Regions from separate parts of the Sus scrofa genome. Here region 1 is linked to region 2. A link is a contact called in public promoter capture Hi-C data. All regions are on one chromosome and are shown on one strand. Each heading gives the region's core, a stretch centred on a gene start, on an enhancer-like site or on the middle of the called end of the contact. The rest is flanking DNA. Distances are from core to core; before and after follow the strand shown. Region 1 holds the start of R3HDM1 (R3H domain-containing protein 1). Region 2 holds the start of DARS (aspartate--tRNA ligase, cytoplasmic).

Region 1 (4,535 bases), core at 262-2,761, 600 kb before region 2:
GCTGAAAGGCTTTTCCTGTTAATACCTTCTGCATCTCATTATTTCAAAGAGTCTCCAAAGGCTCCCAAAGGAGAGTCCAACAGCAAGAATATACTTAACTTTACATCCCAAAGGCGCATTAACTAGGCAGGGTCTGATGTGCTAAGCTTATGGGCTCCAAAGACTTTACAATGATGTTTATATTCATCAGTGTTATTATAGGTGGTACCCTGTGGGCACTTGTTTAATGAATGCTTTACATTAAAAAAAAAAAAAAAAAAAAGGAGAAGAAGAAGAAACTAATGGGCCCATTCTTCAGGTTTTTTGGTTTTTGGTTTTTGTCTTTTTAAGGCTGTACCGCGGGGCATGTGGCGGTTCCCAGTCTAGGGGTCGAATGGGAGCTGAGGCTGCCAGGCTTATGCCACAGCCACAGCAAGGCGGGATCCAAGCCTCATCTGCAACTTACACCACAGCTCAGGGCAACTCCAGATCCTTAACCCACTGAGCGATGCCAGGGCTGGAACGCGCGTCACGGGCACTACTCGGGTTCCTTAACCACTGAGCCAGGACAGGAATTCCCAAAAGGCCCATTATTGACTATCAATCCCTTCTGTAGCTTTTCTCCTTTGAACCAGCCTTTAAAAGTTTGTTCGTTAAAGTAGGAGGAGTTAGCTCAGAATTTCTGGGCAGTTTTTAGCCAAACTGAAGATGTGAAAAAGGCCACAGAAACACCCATCACAAGTAAATGGGTGTAATATAATACTGAGCAGGTCAGAAGACAGGAAATTGAAGTCTCTGGAATTGAAGACTGGCATTCAGCCCTTGGGAAGTAGCCCCATCCCATTTCACCCACTCTTTCTAAAATGCAATTAAATTCCATTTAATTTCCTCTCTTTCACGCAAGAAACTTCCGACTTGCCCGCCATGCCACTCCCAGACCGCCACACCTGGTGTATTCGCTGTAGAATCTCCAACTCCCGCCACAGGTTTGGCATGTGTCCGCCCCAAAGCGGAAGTGACTTCAAAGGGACAAACTGAAAGTAAGAGAGTTCAAACACCAGCATTTAAAACCCCTACGGCGTTCTGAAAAGACTCTTCCCCGACTACCTTCTTTTCCATCCCTTCCCTCTTCTATTAGGACGGCAAAAAGGCTTCGCCACAGCTTAGCAACTAGTTCCCCGCCCCAAACTCCAAATCATTCAAAAGTTTGTCCTTTCTCATTGGCCAAAGAGGCTTCATGGGTACCTCCCGGGAACTACAATTCCCGTCAGGCCCCGCTGCAAGCAAACCGATGAAAGAATATAGGCAGGAGCAAAGCACACTGGGAGCTGTAGTTGGCTGCTGGCCGAAAAGGGCAATCACCCCGCCTTTCCTCACAGAGGCTGAATAAACCAGGTGTTCGACTTAGAACCCGTTACCGCTGAGGGGAGGAGCCAAGCCCTTAAACGGCATTTCTCACTTCCACCACATGGAGGATGAAAATTTTCCTTTACTCTTATAAAGCACTATAAATACTCCTTGAAGAAATATGGTTGTCTCTCCAATACCTCCAGGTCAGTAAAAACTCCCAGAACTCCCCCACCTCAGGCTCCAACTCGTGGGAAAAGGTGGCTCTTTTACAAGTGGGCAAAATGGCTGTCCTTTTAGTTTTACCATTGGTTGTCCTTTGTGTCCTTCAAGGGCGGATTCTTACCGCCGATTGGCTCTTTTTCCCTTGAGGGTGGAGAAAGACTTGGCTAGGCTCTCCCGCGGCCGATAGGAGAGAAAGGGGTGGAGAGAAGGCATTTTTTTCAGGCGTGATTGGATGATCCTCCTATCACTCCGAGAATATACAACCTATGATTTGTCGACTGCCCCTCAAAGAGAACGAGGAGGCGGGGCTAGTGCGTGGTGGGAAGGGGCGGGATTCCGCCAGCCGCGGCTGCTGCTGGAGCCGGTGTCCGGGCTGGTGATGGGGTTAATTCCCTTTCGTAAGACTCTTACTTGCACCCACCCAGCCCCGCCGTCGCCCCGCCGCGCCGCGCTCCAGCCGCCTCCTCCTCCTTCTCAGTAACGCGGGTAAGAGATGCCTTCCCCTCCCCCCTCCAGCTCCCCGGGAATAACGCGCCTTGTTCCCCTCCCCCGCCCGCCAACCGGTAGCGCTAACGGAGAAAGGCAGGCAGGGGAGAGATGTGTGTGAGAAGGTGGCCTTCCCCGCGGAGCGGTCGGCGCTCCAGCCAGGGCCCCGCTGAGGTGCTGTTGCTGCCAGCCCGCGGGGAGGTCTGGTTCCGAGGGCGTCCTGGCTAGTCTGGTCGGCCGCTGCGGCTGCAACTGCATCCACTACCTTGCGCCCACCGCCCCCACCCGGGGGCCATGTGAAAAGCAAACCCCTCGAGGCCTAGCGGAGGAGGCAGGGGAAAGGTTCCCGAGTCCCTGCCTTGGCTGCTGCTGCTGCCCTTGCAGCCCCAGGGACTCGGGAACCAGCCACAGAAGGCCTGCCAGGAGCGGTGCCGTGAGTGGCTCTGCTTTCCCGGGTGGTTGGCGCCGCTACCCCGGGCTCATCGGCCCACCACACGGCCGCGGCCCCTGGCCTTACAACCCCGAGAATTTTTAAAAAGGAAATAAAGCGTTACGACCGGTTGGTGAAAGGTGAGGTGGTACATTTTGCCTGTGGTACCAGAAAAAGCACAGTGGGGCTATTAAAAAGAAAGTTGAATGACTGTCAACGCCACGGATCTCGGAGATCAGATTTACACACGTTAGGGTTGAGCCTTAGGTTCTCCCTCCAATTCCCTGTGTGGTTGAAGTTTTTTGCCGTTGTTCTCTTTTTTGTGTTATTGTTGTTGCTAGGTGCGAAGGAGAGTGCCTCTGTTCTTTGAGCTTGCTTTTATGCAGAAACTTGAAGGCTGTCATGTCCCATCTATAATTGGGCTAGCGAGTCAGTTAAGTAAAAGGCAAAGAGGAGCTTTCTAAAATAGTAAGGCTTAGTAAATAGCAGATGATTTTTCTAATAAGATTTTTCAGAAAAAAAAGTTTTTTTATGTATGGTTATGGTCTGCCTAATTGTAATTCTGAAGAAACACTTGGCTTTTAGCCTAATGTCATCTATTACAAGAAGTTTTGAATAATGAAAAAAAGTCAAACTGGCAGCCCACCTACTTGTAATATTTGAAACAGTAAGACCTGTGTAATATTTAACAGAGTAGGATAACAATGCGACTAAAGTAATTGGACACACCCCAGTTTAACAAAATTTGGCGTATTTGGCCATATTTGAGAGAGAATGCTTCCTTTCCACGTGTTGATTGAGTGCTCATCTTTTCAGTCCTTGCTTTTATGTCCAGGTGAATATGTCCTTAAATGATGGATTCTGTAATTTGTTGTAGACTTGTCTGTAATCAAAGGTAAAACTCTAGGCCCACTTCTAAGGTTTATTTGTTACCAGAATAAATTTGGGTTCTGAGGAAATATCTGAGTTTTGACTAAGTGTTATATCATTTTTTCAGGGCCTGTGAAAAAATACTCAATACTGGCTTAATGATTTTTTCATTAAGCTTAATGAAATACTCAATACTGGCTAATGATTTCAGGGTCTGTGAAAAATACTCAATACTGGCTTAATGATTTTTTCATATTCTGTAACTGATATATCTAGATACAGAATTGACAGATCCATAGGTTCAGGACCTGGAAGAAATTTGGATGTGTATTAGAATTAAAAAATGAAAGATGTAACCCTGCAAGGTAAGTCCACCAATTCCTGGCAAAGTAACCATAGCATTTCATCATAGCATTTACTAAAACTTGTCGGTTAATTGATAAATTATATAATGTTTTCAGATCTCATGTGCCTTATGTACAGAAAGGGGTGATGAAAATGTAGGAGCCTTCTGTATTCTCATTAGCTTCAGAACCCCTCTAACAGCCTCATTTCCTTTTCCTCATCTATAAAATGGGGATGGTTAACTCATGAAGTTATGGGAATTAGAGATAAAGTATATGAAGCCCCTAGCATCCTACCTAACATGTAGTATGTATGATTAAATATTAACTGTTGTTACTTCCATGCATATTAAGAGAATGAGTTTGTTATTCAAATGCACATAGTATTGTTGGAGCCTCAGAACATGTTCTGTTAGTGATGAGTATTGTGGGAGTTTTCATTTATATTGTAACTTTAAGTGCTATTTGTAGTTAGCCATTTTCAAAGTGAAAGATGTGGGAAATTGGTTGTCACGTACAGAAGAGTTGTTTAGAGAAGATTCTTTGTTTTTGCCTTAAAAATGAAGTGTTGTGTGGACTGTATTTCCAATGGAGTATCTGTGATAAAACTGTATGGTGAATTATTTTAGTGATAAATTATTGGAATATCTTTTAAATGTCTAGTTTATCTAGTTGCTGTCCATATTCATTGTGTTACCGGGCTTCTGGCAAGCAACAGCTGAACTCTTTATAAGAGTTAAGATTAAATAAGTTATTTGAGTTTGTTAGGGCCATAAGCTGACTACTGTTATGTTGCTGCTTTTAATTCTCATTATTTATCAGTTCTTGAGTGTTTCTTTTCTGGCGAACAACAT
Region 2 (4,828 bases), core at 640-3,139:
TACTCACATGCACAACACATCTTAATTACCTTCTTCAAAAGGGAGACTAAACTACTTCAAAGCAGGGATATAAATTTCCTCTGTGAAGGGTGAAGGATGAGGTACCACAGTTTTATTTACTTCTTACTTCTTATTATAGGAAGAGATGTTGAAAGAGAACCAACATTTAGGGGTAAGCTTTCGGAGCACCAGATGTCCAGTTTTCAAAAATCAGAGATGTTGGCTATAACCTAAGTACAACTTTCTTTTTGTCACTGACAATATGACACCAAAATTGTTACAGATTTTAAGTCAGGAACAAGAGAAGGGAGACCTAGAGTTCAGACTATTATTTTTAACAAACTATACTTATTAAATTAGTAAGTGGCCTTTTATTTCAATCTCACTTTATTAAATGATCTCTAAGACCCTTCTAGCTATAAAAATGACATAACTCTGTCACAATGGCTACCTCATAACTAGACTTACACTATCTGCAAAAGTGCACTGCTAGTTTATATAGACAATCAGGTCCAGAATACACAAAAGTAGATTCCTTAAATTTTAGAAGGTAACTTAAGATGTGGATGAAACAGTTTCTGCCACTATAGCTGTCTGCTGGAATTCTCATCTTCATTAGACCTGAAGGATGTAAGATTTTGTGTTTATACTAAAACAAACCAAACAATGTATTAAGGTGCTTACTAAAGTTTTTTTGTTTGTTTTTGGCAAATAACAAAAAATACACCTTAAAGATATTCAGTCCTAATAAAAAGATAGTCATACAATGTAGCAAGACCGCAGCATAAATAAGTTACAGCATGTGAAAAGAAAATAAGAGGTCACTTATTAATACCGTTCATACTTCAGCAAACCTTATTCCATCTAACAGTCTTAAGATAACCTATTCCTTAGGTAGTTTACGATAAATTCATATTTCCTCAACAGAAAAATTAGGAGCCAGATAGGGATCTCGGTTTTACCAACAGCACGCATTAACTTGTAGGTTTCAAAACTTTCATTTCCAGATAGCACTGAAGGACCACAGATGATTTTGGGGGCACTTCATCTCAAATGCATTCTCTGCAAACTTCCCTACCTATTTCATGGGTTACTTAAGAGAAAAAAAGGAAATTTTAAAAATGACAAGTGTTCTCTAAGGCTGTCGCATGGAAAACGGCCATTAAACATTTTGGCAGATCGTTTTACTAAGTACTGTCATAACTTGAAACACATTAGGAACACACGAGCTGTGCGAAAATCGATTATCAGTGGACATTAAAATTTTCCGGGGAAAGAGACGGATTACGTGAAGGACGTGCCTAACCCAGGGAGGTTTAAGTGACCTCGCCGCTCCTACTTCCGGGGCACTTGGTACTTTAAGTCCACCCCAGCCCAGCGACACGCTTCTCCTAGGCCAGGCCTCCTAGGCGCCGCAGTGAGAAATGCGATCCGTAGTGCCTCTGGCCACGTTGCTCAGACAAGGACCTTGGAGGCCCGGTGAGCGTTCTAAGAGCGCGAACCTCAGGCATGCGGCCTGTAGTCAAAGTGCCGATAGGGATCCAGAAGTCAAAGCCCCGCTATCCCTACTCCCTCCCTCCGCGCGGTCCCGCCCGGGGCGGGGGGGGGGTCCTGCGCTCCCAGGCCCGGGAAAGAAAACCCACTTCCGCCGCGTCCATGATGTCCCGCGGCTTCTCCTGACTCTTGCGGCTGGCGCTGGCGCTGGGCATCTGGACAAATGGACAACTGGACAGGGAAGCGATCACCACCCTCCCTCGCAGGCTTCCGTAGGGCAGGCCAAAGGGGCTTCTCCCTCCCGCAGTCTCCGCCCTCCCTGCACTCCAGTCACAGCACACACGTTCGTACTCCGCGTGGAGGGTCGGCTGCGGAAAGATCGCGAGAACTGCAACTCTCTCGAGATCTTGGAGCGCTGGGAGGCTGATAGCGCGCTCCAGTGTCGTCTTCTTGCCCCGCCCTTATGGGTGTTGGGAATCCCCGGGAATTCGTTATAGTCTCGCGGGAATGATTCTTGAGTAGAGGAGTCTCAAAGCCTTAGTTGGCACAAACTTGAGTCTTTTCGCTTTTCAGGCCTATCCCAACTACAGCCTTTACTGTGTCGTCTTTTCTGCCCTACTTACTCTTCTTGGCTTTAACTGCAGACTGTTCACCAAAACATCCACCCAACTCGAGATACGACTTTTCCTCTCATGGACTTATCCGCCTCCAACACTGTCCAGCGGGAGTATAGGTGCCTGGACTCATGGGAGACCTCTTCTCAAAAAGCTGCTCTGTGTACTGGGTTATAGGCAGTTGGCTTGCTAAGGTAGGATTGGGTACTGGTACCCAAGTTAAAAGTGAAACTGGAGTTCCCATCGTGGCCCAGTGGTTAACGAATCTGACTAGGAACCATGAGGTTGCAGGTTCGATCCCTGTCCTTGCTCATTGGGTTAAGGATCCGGCATTGCCGTGAGCTGTGGTGTAGGTCACAGACGCGGCTCGGATCCTGCGTTGCTGTGGCTCTGGCGTAGGCCGGTGGCTGCAGCTCCAATTTGACCCCTAACCTGGGAACCTCCATGTGCGGTGGGAGCGGCCCAAGAAATGGCAAAAAGACAAAAAAAAAAAAAAAAAAAAAGTGAAGCTTAAGCACAATGGCAAAAATCCTACATAACTGCCTGATTGCCTGGACCTGTTGCATCGTTAGAGGCAATGCATAGTGTTGCTTGTCCAATGAATGAATCTCTATATAGTTCGGCTTTTTTTTTTAATTGTCATTCATAAGCCGCTTATTGCAATTGAAAGTAATTTGGGGGCGTAGTTAAATGCCGTCTCCTCTGCTAGCCGTCTTTGCACTCCGTCAAGTTTTAACTACCTTACTAGTCTTAGCCTGTGACAAAGTGGCAGAGTTTTACTTGTTCAGGAGTGCAGATAGACCCCAATGCAAATGAAAGGGCTCTAGAGGCTACCACGTTCAGATCCCGGGGTACAATAGTGAGGAGACACATAGTCCCTGCCCTCAGCTTACCTTCTCATTGCAGGTATGAAGTAGAGGTACCAAGTACTATGCAAGTTTTTTTGAGGGCATTTACCTCAGACTTCGCTGAGGAAGTGATACTTCAGCTAAATTCTAGAAGAGTCAGCCAGGTGAAATGGGGCCTAAAGAATATTCAAGGCAGAGCGGGTTAGGAAGAGAAAGATCATGGCTCAATTACATTCAAGGGGAGAATGTCCAGGTAACCTTTGCCTTTCTGAGGTCTGGGCTACAGATGTATGTTTCACATACACTAACTCATTTAATTCTTATACCAGAGAGGTAATATTGTAATCTTTTTGCATATGGGGAAATTGAGGCAGAGAGTAACTTGCCCATGGTCTTAGAGCCATTAAATGATGTATTTCAAGTCAGATAGTGTGGTTTCAGAATCCATGTCTTTAACCACTGTACCTCTGACTACCTTACCTGTCTTTAGATATGAGAAGTTTGGATGAGAGGAAAAATATAGGTGGTAACTAATGGGGAGTAAGTCAAGTGGAGTTTTATTAAAGAAAAGACTTGAGTGCATTCAAAACTAATAGGAAAGGAGTTTCTGTTGTGGTGCAGCAGAAACAAATCCAATTAGTATCCATGGGGATGTAGGTTCTATCCTTGGCCTGGCTCAGTGGGTTAAGAATCCGGCATTGAGGTGAGCTGTGGTGTAGTTCGAAGACGTGGCTCAGATCCCAAGTTGCTGTGGCTGTGGCCAGCAGCTGCAGCTCTTATTCGACCCTTATCCTGGGAACTTCCATATGCCCATGGGTGTGGCCCTAAAAAGCAAAAACAAAACAAACAAAAAAACCAAAAAAACTTTTAGGAAAGATTTATGAAAAGGAAGATGAATGTGCAAGACAGAAGGATTGAGAGATGGTAAGGTTGTTTTTTTGTTTGTTTGTTTGTTTTTGTTTTTAATAAGGGAGAGATAGGGCTCAAAACTTAGGCGATGGGACAGGGGAGGAAGGACAGTTCCTCTATCACAGCTGGAGGCAACAAGGCTAAGATAGTTGTAGATGTTCAATTTTAGGAAAATGAGAGAATTCCCATTTGATGTTTTCTCTAGAGGAGGAGGCTAAGTTATGAATGATGGCGTTAGGGTCTAGAGGGGAGGGAGAAAAGGGAGATTAGTGATTTTGAGAAAAATGGGAAAAGTTAAAATAGTCTTGTTGGTTTTTTGGTATTTGGTAATATTTCCGGGCATTGTAAGGACCCATTTACTAAAGACCTATGAATTGGTCATGAAACTGAGACTTCTGTAGCAGCACATGACAGGTATGGTGCAGTCACAGAAACACAGATAGTTGCTTCAGTCAGTGCGGAGATCCTGGTGCTGACACTGCTCTGCAGAGGGGAGCCCTTAAGAGAGCTGCCCTGAGTCTTGACAGGAACTACGAAGTGTGTCCATTCCACACTGTACTTTTAGGGACCAGGGTAATGACTGCGGGTAGCCCCTCTGGATCCATTCTAGGTGTTGCTGTTAGGCGGTGTGAAGCACCATTGTGATTCCTAATCCTTTGTATGATTCTTTTCCCATGGCAAAAAAAGAAGTTGCAGGATATCTGCTAAGTAAGTTAGCACTGGTCTTTTGTTCCTAATTCTCTGAAATTTCACAACATGTGGGTCTAAATTCAACCTTGTGCTGGATAATCAGCGGGCCTTTCAATCTGGAAACTCACTTAGTTCTGAGGCATTTTCTTGAAAAATTTCTTTGATGATTCTCTTTATTTCCTCGCTGCTTTCTTTCTTGAATTCTTATGATTCAGATGTTGGCCTTTCTGAGTTGGTCATCTTATTTTCTTATCATTCCACTCTATTTTCCAT

Evidence for each region. Promoter capture Hi-C pulls out the DNA fragments that hold promoters and counts their contacts.
Region 1: a contact with region 2 is called in a promoter capture Hi-C map of liver, with 2.4 times the contacts expected there. The contact joins the promoter of R3HDM1 here to the promoter of DARS in region 2. A contact is called at or near these places in 1 of 5 promoter capture datasets (liver) and 1 of 47 Hi-C or Micro-C datasets (heart right ventricle).

What each region holds. Positions count from the first base shown.
Region 1 is chr15:16,411,334-16,415,868 of Sscrofa11.1, reverse strand. R3HDM1 (R3H domain-containing protein 1) reads left to right here and starts at 1,511. Exons shown (of 24, transcript XM_021075222.1): 1 at 1,511-1,532. ZRANB3 (DNA annealing helicase and endonuclease ZRANB3) reads right to left here and starts at 1,578. Exons shown (of 21, transcript XM_021075255.1): 1 at 1,527-1,578.
Region 2 is chr15:15,807,558-15,812,385 of Sscrofa11.1, reverse strand. It overlaps DARS (aspartate--tRNA ligase, cytoplasmic), which reads right to left and starts at 1,889. Exons shown (of 16, transcript XM_003133266.5): 1 at 1,644-1,889. The coding sequence starts at 1,709.